Linked DNA regions of Ovis aries: region 2 is linked to region 1. A link is a contact called in public Hi-C data. All regions are on one chromosome and are shown on one strand. The core of a region is the stretch at or near the end of the contact, and the rest is flanking DNA. Distances in the headings are between cores, read along the strand shown.

Region 1 (6,445 bases), core at 2,321-4,820:
AAACCAGATATCCCAAGTTAAGGAATTTAGTACTTTTCTACATGGAGGAAGGTGCAAGAGTCTGGGCTCACTGATATCATTCCTTTCATATGTACCTCAGCTATCTGGGGCCGGTACCCTGTGTTTTTACATCCTGAGCTTCCTCTCCTCAGGGCTCACCATAGGGAGTGATTGTGATCTGAATGGCTGCTAGATAGCAAATGACCATTATATCTACTGCTGTGGGCAAGAATTTCTTAGAGGAAACGGAGTAGCCCTCATAGTCAACAAGAGTCTGAAATGCAGTACTTGGGTGCAATCTCAAAAGAGACAATAATCTCAGTTCATTTTCAAGACAAACCATTCAACATCACAGTAATCCAAGTCTATGCCCCAACCACTAATGACGAAGAAGCTGAAGTTGAACGGTTCTATGAAGACCTACAACACCTTCTAGAACTAACAACAAAAAAAGATATCCTTTTCATCATAGGAAATTGGAATGCAAAAGTAGGAAGTCAAGAGATACCTGGAGTAACAGCAAGTTTGGCCCTGGAGTGAAAAATGAAGCAGGGCAAAGGTTAACGGAGTTTTGTCAAGGGAACACATTTGTCATCGGAAATATCCTTTTCCAGCAACCCAAAAAATGACTCTACACATGGACATCCCCAGATGGTCAACACCTATATCAAATTGATGATGTTCTTTGCAGCCAGTGATAGAGAAGCTCTATACAGTCAGCAAAAAAAAAAGACAGGGAGCTGACTTTGGCTCAGATCATGAGTTCATTATTGCAAAATTCAGGCTTGTATTGAAGAAAGTAGGGAAAACCACTAAGCCATTCAGGTATGACCTAAATCAAATTCCTTATGATTATACAGTGGAGGTGACAAATAGATTCAGAGGATTAGCTCTGATAAACAGAGTGCCTGAAGAACTATGGATGGAGATTCATAACATTGTACAGGAGGCAGTGGCCAAAACCATCCCAAAGAAAAAGAAACGCAAGAAGGTAAAGTAGTTATCAGAGGAGGTTTTACAGATAGCTAAGGAAAGAAGAAAAGCAAAAGGCAAGGGAGAAAGGGAAACATATACCCAACACTCAGCTGAAAGCAGAGTTCCAAGGATGCAAGGATGAGTACAACTAAGGACAATAAGGACCTAACAGAAGCAGAAGAGATTAAGAAGAGGTGGCAAGAATACACAGAAGAGCTATACAAAAAAGGTCTTCATGACCCAGATAACCACAATGGTGTGATCACACATCTGGAGCCGGACATCCTGGAGAGTGAAGTCAAGTGGGCCTTAGGAAGCATCACTACGAACAAAGCTAGTGGAGGTGATGGAATTTCAGCTAACTGTTTAAAATCATGAAAGATGATGCCACCAAAGTGCTGCACTCAATATGTCAGCAAATTTGGAGAACTCAGCAGTGACCATAGGACTGGAAAAGGTCAGCTTTCATTCCAATCCCCAAGAAGGGCAATACCAAGAATGTTCACACTACTATACATTTGTGCTCCTTTCACATGCTAGCATGGTTATGCTCAAATCCTTCGAGCTAGGCTTCGGCAGTTTGTGAACCTAGAACTTCCAGATGTACAATGTGGGTTTAGAAAAGGAAGAAGCAGAGATCAAATTGCCAATATCCATTAGATCACGGAGAAAGCAAGGGAGTTCTGGAAAAACATCTACTTCTGCTCACTGACTATGCTAAAACTTTTGGCTGTGTGTAGTGAAAGCCCCTCAGTCGTGTCTGACTCTTTGTGACCCCCATGGACTATACAATCCATGGAATTCTCCAGGCTAGAATATTGGAGTGGGTAGCCTTCCCCTTCTCCAGGGGATCTTCCCAACCCAGGGATCAAACCCAGGTCTCCCACATTGCAGGTGGATTCTTTACCAACTGAGCTATGAGGGAACCCCCTTTGACTGTGTGGATCACAACAAAGTGTGGAAAATTCTTAAAGAAATGGGAATACCAGACCACCTTACTCACCTCCTGAGAAACCTGTATGTATGCAAATCAAGAAGCAACAGTTATTAATAGAACTGCACATGGAACAACTGACTGATTCAAAATTGGGAAAGGAGTATGACAGGCTGTATATTGTTGCCCTGCTTATTTAACTTACGTGCAGAGTAAATCGTACAAAATGCTGGGAAGGATGACTCACAAGCTGGAATGAAGATTGTCGGGAGAAATATCAACAACCTCAAATATACAGATGATACCACTCTAATGGCAGAAAATGAAGAGGAACTAAAGAGCCTCTTGATGAGAGTGAAAGAGGAGAGTGAAAAAGATGACCTGAAACTCAACACTGAGAAAACTAAGATCATGTCATCTGGTCCCATCACTTCATGACAAATAGATGGGGGAAAGTGGAAACAGTGACAGATTTTATTTTCTTGAGCACCAAAATCACTGCAGATGGTGACTGCAGCCAAGAAATTAAAAGACGCTTGCTCCTTGGAAGAAAAGCTAAGACAAACCTGCATATTAAAAAGCAGAGATATCACTTTACCAACAGAGGTCCATATCGTCAAAGCTATGGTTTTTCCAGCAGTCATGTGGAAAGTGACATGGAATGTGACAGTTTGTTCTTAAAGAAGGTTGTGTATGTGTTAGTCACTCAGTCATGTCCGACTCTGCGACCCCACGGACTGTAGCCCGCCAGGCTTCTCTATCCATGGAATTCTCCAGGCAAGAATACTGGAGTGGATTGCCATTCCCTTCTCCATCCTGAATATTCATTGGAAGGTCTGTTGCTGAAGCTGAAGTTCCAATTATTTGGCCACTTGATGTGAAGAGCCAACTCCTTGCAAAAGAATGTGACGCTGGGAGAGATTGGAAGCAAAAGGAGAAAGGGGCAGCAGAGGATGAGACGGTTAGACAGCATCACTGACTCAGCGGACAAGAATTTGAGCAAACTCTGAGAGACAGTGTAGGACAGAGGAGCCTGGAGTGCTGCAATCCCTGCGGTCCCAAAGGGTAAGACACGGCTGTAGCAACACAGCAACAGCAACAACAGATTGCAGGTATTCGCCTCCTTCCTGAATTCCCTTAGGGCTCACAGGCTCACGTTAGAGGGCTGCAATCACTGATGCCCGTGACATCTTTGTTTACTGATACAGCAGGAAATATTCCATTTCTTAGCCCTCTGGGGACCTGGACACTGGGGCACATAAACCAACCTGGGTAGGCTGGGAAAGGCTGCCCAGAGCTGGAGGCAGGTAATTGTAGAATTAGGCCCTTGAGTCCAGTTAGCCTGGCCAAGAAGTAGGGCCAGGACAGTTCACAGAGATGCACAGACATGAGAAAGAAGGAGTATCAGGGTCTGATGAGCAGGCTGGCCTGGTGAGCTACACACTTGCTTACATTTCTACACCCTGATGAACTCAGACATGGCTGTGGGACTTGCCTGGTCAATGAAATTTGAGCAGCGGTGACATCCATGTCACTTCCAGACAGAAATGCATGGCTCAAGAGCCAGCGTCCTCTCTCCTCGCCTCTGTATTAGTGGAAGCGCATGTCAAGCCAGAGTTTTCATCAGCCTGTGTCCCTAAGGGACTGAATTGAACAGAGCCCCCTGCTGGTCTGAATGGCCATGTAATGTGAGCAAGAAATGAACTTGCTGGCTCACTCACTGCAGCAACCCCCAGCCTGTTCCTAACTGATACCATTGGCCTGGCTACATAAGCTTATATGGGGAGGTATCAGCGTGCAAGCCTGCATATGTGTGCAGTCAGCTAGATCTCCTATTACTCTTTTTCAAGAGCTCACATAGATCGGAATCCTGATCTTTGTCATTTACTAGTTCTGAGTCCTTGAACAGTTTAGTAAAACCCTTTGAACCTAATTGATGGCTCAGAGGTTAAAGCCTCTGCCTACAATGTGGGAGACCTGCGTTCAATCCCTGGGTCAGGAAGATCCCCTGGAGAAGAAAATGGCAACCCACTCCAGTATTCTTGCCTGGAGAATCCCATGGACGGAGGAGCCTGGTGGGCTACAGTCCACAGGGTCGCAAAGAGTCAGACACGACTACGCGACTTCACTTTCACTTTATCCATCTATAAACAGAAAATAATGAAAATAATTTTACCTACTTCACAAGGCTGTTGTGTTTCCTGAGCAAATGAATGCTGGGTTTTCCCTATCCCCCATTATGATGCTTGGACCACCTGTTCCAAGTCACCAGAATACTTGTTTAAAATGCAAATCCCTCACCCCTGCCCCAGACCTACTGAATCCGAATTTCTGCGGGTGAGTCCAGACATCTGTGCTTTTAGAAAGCACTCCAGGTAGTATTTCTCATGCTGGAGTTTAAGAACCACTATCCTTAAGGCTTTGATGGATAGTCCAGACCTCTGCAGGGAGGAAGGATCATTGAATGGAGGGTGACTTTTGGTCTGAGGCCAAGAATCTTTGGCCTGCCACTGACCTAGGTGGCTGCAGTGCCTTGGATAAAAGCCAAAGGTTTAAAAGCCCTGTATTACTTAGAGATCAAGTCACCCCACTTGAAGCCAGCCCGGTTTGTACAAGCCCAGCATTAGTCAGCCCTCTGCAGCCAGCCTGGTAGAGCTTTCTGTGAGATGTCCTTCTCTAGGCATTGCCTTCAGCAAGGTAGCTCTCCCCTCCTTACCCACCTGGCTTAGGAAGGCTCAACCTCTTGGGGCTTTTGCTACCAGTTCCTTTTCCTTCCAGGCAAGCCTGATTCTTAAGAGACTCTGTAAAATTGAGGCCAGGGAGATGACTGCAAGATTAGACCCTGGGATGTAGCCTTCTGAGTATATAGAGCTATCCAAAGGCCACAGAGGAGAAAGAAAGATGCTCCAAGTCACCTATACGACTGCCCAGCCAGGCCCAGCCGCTTGCTCTGCTGTCAGCTTCCTCCCAACACATGCTACCGCCGTATGACTCTTCCGAAGCTCTGCTCCACACATGCGCTCGAGAGCACACATGTGGCTCCTGATTCCCTGCCCGGGGAATCAGGTCTTAACTTCTTGCTCTGGCTTTCAGAACCTCCGAGTCACACTGCACTTTGTCTTTCTAATCCATTCTCCCCCTGCTTTCTCAACCGACTAAGTTCTCTCCTCCCTCGCCCTGTGACTCACCTGGGCTGATCACCTGTAGCAGATGCTGCTGGTGCCCTACCCAGACCCCTCCCTGTTTCTAGGCTGGCACCCCATCCCCTGGTACAAGGCACAAAAGACTGGCCCTCTGTCTCCAGGGAGGGCAAGCCTGCAGTGCCAGCCCCTCGCCAGAGCTCCTGTTATGCCTCAGCAGAACCTCATCTTTGCCTGGCCTCTTTTCCCTTCACCTATCCTGTTTTCCTCACTTTCTCCGAGACGTTTCTATAGAGAGAACCCCCTTGAAAATCACTCCCACAAGAATCCCTCGATAGGGCTTTGCTCCCAGAAAGCTTCACCTGAGGCTCTCCTGTCATCTGGGAAGTTACCTTGAGGAGAGGGTAGCCACCAATTTTACCTCCAGGCAGGCAAACTCAGAGGTCACAGGGCAGGAAGGTTTGCAGACCAAATTAAGATGCTTGAATCACATAATTTATTTAGTCAATTTAAAACACAGTGAGCAGACTTCCCTGGTGGTCTAGGGATTAAGAATCTGCCTTCCAGTGCAGGGGATGCAAGTTCGATCCCTGGTCGGGGAACTAAGATCCCACATGCTGTGTGGCAGCTAAGTCCACGTACCACAGCTAAAGAAGCCTGAATGTCACAATGAGGAGCCCATAGGCTGCAACGAAGACCCAGCGCAACCAAAATAAATAAATATATAAAACACGGTGAGAAGCAAGGGACAGGGAAACACACTTAGGATAAGTGCCAGCAGGTAGAAGGATCACTTACCTGAATCCTGGATAACACACATTCACATATCTCATCCTTTCTCTGCCATAGCAGCCTTCTCCACTCATGGTGCAGCTAAGGGTTCAGAGGTAAGGCCAAGCCAAGGGGATCAGCTGGAGGACGGCATGTGGAACCAAGGCACAAACTGCCTCTGTCGGGAAGATGCAGGGGCAGGTACCCCTGGTCACACTGCAGCACCCCAGTTAATCTGCTGAGCAGTTAGGGATTTTATCTATGTTTCTTAGACATAATGAGTGTCACAGTTGGACAGCCACCTTGGGAATAACACTGCTTCCATCTAGAGAAGACATGAGCCAAGCCTTGTAAATATCTAAGGTTTAGTTGGTCTTTTCATTGGTGGGTTTCCCAGGTGGTCCAGTGGTCAAGAATCCACCTGCCGGTGCAGGAGATGCGAGAGATGCAATTTCGATCCCTGGTTGTAAAGATCCCCTGGAGAAGGAAATGGCAACCCACTCCAGTCTTTTCATTCCTCTGTTGATAAGTAACATTCTCATTTCTTTCATCATCTTATCTATATTCAACACATATACATTCTGTTTATTCTGTGTCTAAGATAACTCATAGGCGACTTACTACT
Region 2 (7,191 bases), core at 2,258-4,757, 91 kb before region 1:
AGACAGCCCCATTGCAACACCAGCAACCCCACGACAAACAAGGCCTAGAAAGCCTAGCCCATCTCAGGGTTCTGCCAAGAGTCTGGCAGGTTGGAAAAGATGCCTAAACATCCTGCAAACAGGTGGGAGAGGCAATGACAGATGCTGGTGGCTGCAAAAGCTAGGCAGCAAGTGAATGGAGAGATTCTTGTCCAAGTTCTTCCTTGGGGAACACTGTCACCAGTTATCAACACATCTCCTTTGAGGTGGCTGCAACCAACCCAGGAGAAAAGTCAGAAGCCTCTACATCCATGCCTTCTGAGTGAAAGTGAAAGTGTTAGCTGCTCAGTCGTGTCCGACTCTTTGCAAACTCATGGACTGTAGCCTGCCAGGCTCCTCTGTCCATGGAATTCTCCAGGCAAGAATACTGGAGTGGGTAGCCATTCCCTTCTCCAGGGGGTCTTCCCGACCCAGGGATCAAACCTGGGTCTCCTGCATTGCAGGCAGGTTCTTTACCATCTCAACCAATTCATGCCTTCTAGCTGCCCTTCAAATCTCACAGCACCCAGCTCTTCAAGAAGATTCTGGGGCTACCTACAGCTCTGAACCAAAGCCAGAGTAGAAGGGGAACAGGAGAGTCTTTGAGAAATCAGTTCTCCATGTTTTAAACAAGGAGAAATCTTAACCAGCCCGAGGCACGAGAACAGATCGTGCTTCTCTTCCCTGGTTGTCAGGTTTATATAAAATCAGAGCCATGCTCACACCTGATACTTGGCTAAACTCTCCCCTAGAAACCTGTGAAGGAAGATAAGGCGTCCATCCAAAACTGCAGCCAGATTGGCAGGGAAGATGAAAGCAATGGGAGGTGTTTTTAAAAACCCTGGGGGAAGGCAGATGACATGTGAACACAGTTTTCTGCAAGGTCTTAAAGGACAAGCGGGCTCCCAAGCATAGTTCCAAGCTCCAGTTTCTCATGTTCCCCAAACCAAGACCCTGAGGACAGTCCACCGAGATTTAAAGGTGGGAACACACACCAGCCTGCAAACTTTTTTGAGAAGCTGACCTGAACCCAGCTGCTGTGAGCACGTGTGGTCAGGCCACAGCCCAGTGTCCTAGATGTCAGTCCTAGATGCCATGCACAGTGGGCAAGGGTCAAGCAACCTTGCCCTCCCAGCTGACCCAAGGGATCAGTCGAGTTCTTCCACCAGCCTCTCCATCTTCAGCTGCAAGGACAGCCCATCCTCCCTGCCGAAGAGCAGAGGGCCTCCCTGTCCACCCCCGACCCCACCACTGACCCAGGCAAAACTTGGAACTGCAACCCCGGGATTAGGGGTCCAGGCCGTGTTAAGTCCTAACCTTTGAGGCTCTTTTGAGGGGCGAGGCAGGAGAGAACCGTCTAAACTGGGCTGGGCAGGAGAGGAGGGGCTGGTTACCTAGCGCAGCCGGCTTGACTCCTTATGTAACCTGGCTTGGCAGTTGTGGGAGCCCAAAAGGGACTTGGCCGCCCCTAGACACACCCCCACCCCCTCTCCGAGAGGGGGAGTCCCGGAGCAATAGCCCTGAGGAAAACCCTCTTCATTGTACGGAGAGCCAGCCCTTGTCAGCGCCCTCTTCCAGGTCCTCAGGGAGCCGCGCTTCCTCCCTGAGAAGGGGAGGGGCGGGCACGACTTGCCAGCAGGTCCCTGTCATCCCTCCACCACCAGCACCCTTGCACCTCCCGGGCCTTCAACCCTCCATCTCCACCCCAGGGCAATCTTCTCCCCACTCACCCGCCTTCCCCGCCGCGCGAGAGCACCTCCCTGCAAAACGGACGGGGGAGGAGAGCGCGGGAGGGAGGCAGAGAGAGAGCCTCGGCCGTCCCGGGAGCGGACGGAGCCTCCCGTCCCAGGGCGGGAACCAAAGAGAAAGCCACCCACTCGCGGGCGCTTAGCGGGAGCGTGTCCGGGCTGCAGAGCGCCCCCCTTGCCGGGGCCGCGCGGGCTCCCAAGGCTGCGGGAGCCTCCCCGAGGGGCTCGGGTTCCGGGGGCTCCGGCGCGCCTCGCCCGCGCTGGGAGGTGTGGAGTGTGCGGCCGTCCCAGGTGCCCGCGCCCGGCGCGCCCCACCCCGCCCTCCCGCCCGGCTCCCCCCGGCGCGCGCGCCCTCGCACCCACCGTGCAGAAGCCGCGGGCGGAGGCGGCGCCCCCGGGGCCAGGGCCCTGCTGCAGGCGCCGTGCCCGCTCAGCGCCGCTGCCGCCCGGCCGCCGAGCTCCGCCCGGTGCCCAGGCCCGTCCCGGCCCGGGAGCCGCCGCGGCGCCAGCCCAGCCGCCGCCGCCGCCGCCGCCGCTGCAGCGCCCCCCCTCCGTCGCGGCCGCCGAGCGTCCCTCCCGCAGGCTGTGGCGGGCGGCGGGACGGGTTGCATCAGCCCCGGCTATATAGCGGCCCCTGGGCGGCGGGGAGGGGTCGGGAATGCGGAACCGGCCGGGCTGCCAGCTCCAGACGTCAGAGGGGGACGGAGAGGAAGGGAAGGAGGGGACAGGGGAGGACCGGGGGCGGGGGGGGGGGGGTGGCGGTGTGCATCGGGCGCTTCACACCCACTGACCTTCACCTCCCCCGCCGCCTCTCGCGCCCTCCTCCCGCAGCTCCTCACGTTCATCTCCCCCCGGGGGGGCGGCTCCGGCCCCGCAGCGCCTGCCCCGGCTCCATCGCGTTCCCCCCCCGCCCCGCCTCCCCCCAGGCTCTCCAAGCCCGCGCGGTGTAGGAGCGCGCGCGAGGAAGCAGGACGCGGCCGGGCGATTATGTAAGAGCATCCCCCGCGCACCGCCGCCCGGCTTCCACCGCGAGACATGAGCTCTGGCCGGGAGAACTGAGAAGGCGGCGGCAGGACAAGTCCAGAGCCCCTTGGAGAGCAGACGTAGCGTGTGTTGAACCATCTTCCTCAATCCTTAGCTCTTTTTTCCCCCCCCAAACCGAGAGAGAGAGAGAGAGAGAGAATTTCAACACATTTTCATCCTTGGACACTTCAGCACTGAGTGAGGAAATATCTCGCAAGCCTGTTTCATTTTTTTATAGAAGGATGGGCAGAGGACCAAGGCGTTTGTTGGGTGCTTCTCCCCCCGACCCACTAGCCCACTTGGCCACTTCAGCTGTCCTTAAGCCCCAGGGTGGTGGTTCACTTGGAGAGACCGGCCTTCCTTGGGCAGCAACCTGAGCCCCTTTCCCTTTCCCAGTGGCTCACACAGTTTGCCCCCTAGTCTTTTCCACCCAGGGACACTCCTGTGAGCAGCCCAGACCTCAGCCCACCCCAAATGGCCTTCTTCCCCATGACAACTTCCATTGCCAACTGTACTCCTACCTTCATCCTCCTAGAGTGGCAGATGGTTAAGGGCAACTCCAGAGGAAATGTGTCCTCCCCGGTGCCTTCAGTGTATAAAGGCACAGAGACCCTGAGCCCTCAAGCACGCATGTGGCGCCCAAGACCTTGGCTTCGTGGTTTCTGTCCCCTTCCTCCAGACCTCTGGGCGCTCACTCAACCCTCTGCCTTTCTGCCTCAGCCAGAGAGGAGTGACAGTGTTTATATTCGGCGACCTTCAGCCTCTTTCTCAGGGTGATGTCAGATCATCACCCGCAGAAGAAAGGAAGTGAAAGAAAAAGTTCATGCCTTCTTGGAGTGCAGATGCTCAGAGTGAAAGAAACAACAAGCCTTGAGACAGATGGGAGCAAGCGAGCAGAGCCTAGCGAGCAGCTCTTTCACAGGAGGACAGTGAGGTCCTATTCTCCTTATGGCCCCAGTGCAGGAAAGTATTTCTGGATTAGAGGACTGGTGTTATGGCAGGAAAGACAGAGCAAATCCCCATGATACTGACCATTTTCACCTTCAATGACAGCTCTCTCCCTCAAAGCATTGAAGTTAGCAAGCAAAAAGAAAGTAAGGCCCTGAAAGAAGGTACAATGGAAAATGAGTGGTAATTTGATAGTCTTGTGAAAGAACATGACTCTCAGCTCCAGAAAGGTCAACTGTACCTTTTCTATAGCATAAAGATCAAAGCTGGGTACTGTGAAACCAGCTTACGTTGTTTCCCCGAGACTGAAGTCTGGAGTTATATGGAAGAAAACACTGAACAGGGAGAATGTTACTCTGTGCATCTTCATCTGAGACTTTGGAAAAACAAACTGATCTATGCGTTGTTCAGTTGCTCAGTCATGTCCAACTCTGCAGCCCCATGGACTGTAGCATGCATGCCAGGCTTCCCTGTCCTTCCCTATCTCCGGGAGTTTGCTCAAACTCATGTCCATTCAGTCGATGATGCTGATCTATGTGTGGGACTAATAATTAGTGTGTGTGGTTAGAGCAGTCCTCTCCAGGGTTGACTGGGCCACTGGCAGGCCAACTGGGCCTTTGCTTCATTCACAAATAAAATGCACTACAGGGGTGGCACCGAGCGGTAACTTGGAGGTCTTTAGCTCCTTCCATCTCCCTATAATATCCATTAGGTCTCCTCCATTATTTGATATGGATGCTTTTAAATTTTAAGACCTCCAGCCACATGGTCCCCTACTAGGCTCTTCTGCATAGTCATTGCCTCTGGAAGTCTCTGGAGGGAGACGATAAATTGGCCCATTTATGTTTGTGTTGGTCTGCTTCTCCTTGCCTTGCTGTTGGAACTGATCTACCACTGGCTCTTGGGGATGGACAAGTGACCTAGGCTAAAGCAGTTTAAATGTAGGCTTCCTATTCCTTGCAACTAAAAAAGTCCTGGTTAATACATCCAGCCCTGGTCAATGCATTGCCTCAGAGCCTGCCATGTGTCCCAGGTGAGCCTGATGAGACTAGCAATTTTGTGGACCTGCTGGGAAGAGAAGCTACCAAAAGTTGGACCTGAATCTGCCAGAAGCTACCATGTAAGAGAATTTACTGAGAGTGAAGCTAATGCAAAGAAGAGTAGAGAGGAGAATAACCAAGCCGTGGAGGTCAAGACAAATCAAGTTCAGATGGCATTGTCTGGGTTCTTCAATGCAGCCAGACCTGACATTATTCCTGCCTCTGGCATTTTTAGTTGTAGAAAGCTGTACATTATATCTTACCTAAGGCAGTTTGAATTTAGGTTTCCTATTCCTTGCAGCTAGAAAAGTCCTGATTAATATACTCTGTTTTGCTTTTCTGACTTATTTAGGTATTGTGTTTTAAAACTTAAAGGACAGTGATGAATCTCAGCCTGTGTGTGCTTAGTTGCTCAGTCATGTCCGACTCTTTGGGACCCCAAGGACAGTAGCCTGGCAGGCTCCTATGTTCATGGAATTCTCCAGGCAAGAATACTGAAGTGGATAGCACTCCCGTCGCCAGGGCATCTTCCCGACCCAGGGATCGAACCCTGGGTATCCTGCATTGCGGGCAGATTCTTTACTGTCTGAGCCACCAGGGAAGCTCTGATGAATCCCAACCTCTTTGCAAACAGGAAAAAGTGAACCGGCAAGGTAAAATAATTAATTGCCCACACCTGTTCCTCCACTGTTAGTGAAGGAAGTGGTAATTCAGAGTAAACAACCAATTAAACTAGTCTTCATGCTGAGAATTTATTGAAATTATATTTTGTGCCTGTGAGTTACACAAAGTTTAAGACATGATTCCTCACCTGTCCCTACCTCCCCTCTAGTTAGGAAGGATGACATGAACACTAATAAACTGCTAGACTGAGAGTAACTAAAATCTACTGAGTGACACTGACTATAAGCAACGTAGGAGTTCAGAGAGGATGGTTGCACAATAGAAAAATCATTCATTTGTTGTTCCATTCTCTACTCAACCTGTACAGACCAAAAATTGCAAACTAGCAGCTGCCAGGGTGAATTTGGCTTTGCTGGCTCAACCTTAAACTCCTTTTTTTTTTTTAACTTATTGAAGATTTCAAAAATCTCGATTGCTGTGCTTTTGAAAAAAAATCAAAGGTAACATACAATAATCAGCTTAAGAAATATACCTGGGCTTCCTTGGTGGCTCAGAGGTAAAGAATCCACCTGCCAATGCAGGAGAAACGGGTCCAATCCCTGGTCGGGGAGGATCACACATGCTGTGGAGCAACTGAGCCCATGTACCACACTACTGAGCCTGTGCTCCAAAGCCCGAGAATCACAACTCCTGAGCCCACAGGCTGCAGCTACTGGATCCTGCATGTCCTGGAGCCTGAGAGCCACAGTAAGAGAAGTCGCTGCAATGGGAAGCCTACGCACCACGACAAAGAGTAGCCCCACTCACCACAACTAGAGAAAAGTTGCGTAGCAACAAAGACCCAACACAGCCAAAAATAGATAAATAAAATTTTATATGTATATAAAAAGAAACAGACTCACAGACTTAGCGAACAAACATGGTTGGGGGTGCATAGCGGGGAGGGATAGTTGGGGAATTTGGAATTGATGTGTACACATTGCTATATTTTAAGTGAATAATCAGAGGGACCTACTATATATCACAAGGAACTCTGCTCAACATTATATAACAACCTAAAAGGGAAAAGAATTTGAAAAAGAATAGATACATGTATAACTGAACCACTTTGCTGTATACCTGCAACTAACACAACTTTATTAATCAACTGTACTCCAACAGAAAATAAAAAGTTATTTCCTGGAAAAAAAATATCCAAAAACAGAAATATAGGTTAGGACAGGTTATGCTGCAGGAGTAAACATCCTCCAAAACTCAGTGGCTTAACTTGAGAAGAGTTGATTCTTACTGCACAAGGCTGCTGTGGATTGAGGTGACAATCAGGGCAGCTGTCCTGCAGGTGATGGCTCAGTATGGCACCTCCATATCAGCAAATGTGTCCCTGGTCAAGATGGCATGGAAAGAGAGAGAGGTGGAGAGGGCCGTGCAGCAGCAGTTAAATATTTCCTCCTGGAGTAACATACCTCGCTTTAGTTTATATCTCTTTGGCCAAAACAAGACACATGGCCATTCTTAATTTCAAAGAGGTGGAGAAATTCAGCCCTCCTATGTACCAGGAGAAGAAGAGAACTATGTCCTAGTGAACGGTTAATATATATCCCATCATGAACTGTCTAATGGCAACAGTGGGCTGCAGCCTACTTGAAGCAGCCCCCTTGGATGGGACTTAAACACCCCAGTTTGCCACAGTTTCTACCCAGCCTGCTGGGGCATTTACATGGCTTGCCTGGCCTCTGGAAGCATTTGATTTTGCAGCTCCTGGTATAAATAAAACCAATCTCAATATCAGT

The links. Hi-C and Micro-C count contacts between places; a contact is called where the count stands out from the background.
Region 2: a contact with region 1 is called in a Hi-C map of hypothalamus, with 4 times the contacts expected there. The contact joins the promoter of JDP2 here to the enhancer-like site in region 1. A contact is called at or near these places in 6 of 16 Hi-C or Micro-C datasets (blood, hypothalamus, omental adipose tissue and 1 more).

Annotation. Positions count from the first base shown.
Region 1 is chr7:84,607,761-84,614,205 of ARS-UI_Ramb_v3.0, reverse strand. No RefSeq gene overlaps it. Among named protein-coding and RNA genes, the nearest start is that of FOS, 39 kb to the right of the region's middle. Within about 2 kb of position 3,570, at least 13 of the 54 cell types and tissues checked have an H3K27ac peak or open chromatin away from gene starts, as enhancers often do. A contact at or near this core is called in hypothalamus and tail adipose tissue, where this site is marked.
Region 2 is chr7:84,698,144-84,705,334 of ARS-UI_Ramb_v3.0, reverse strand. JDP2 (Jun dimerization protein 2) reads right to left here and starts at 3,507. Exons shown (of 5, transcript XM_042253081.1): 1 at 3,311-3,507.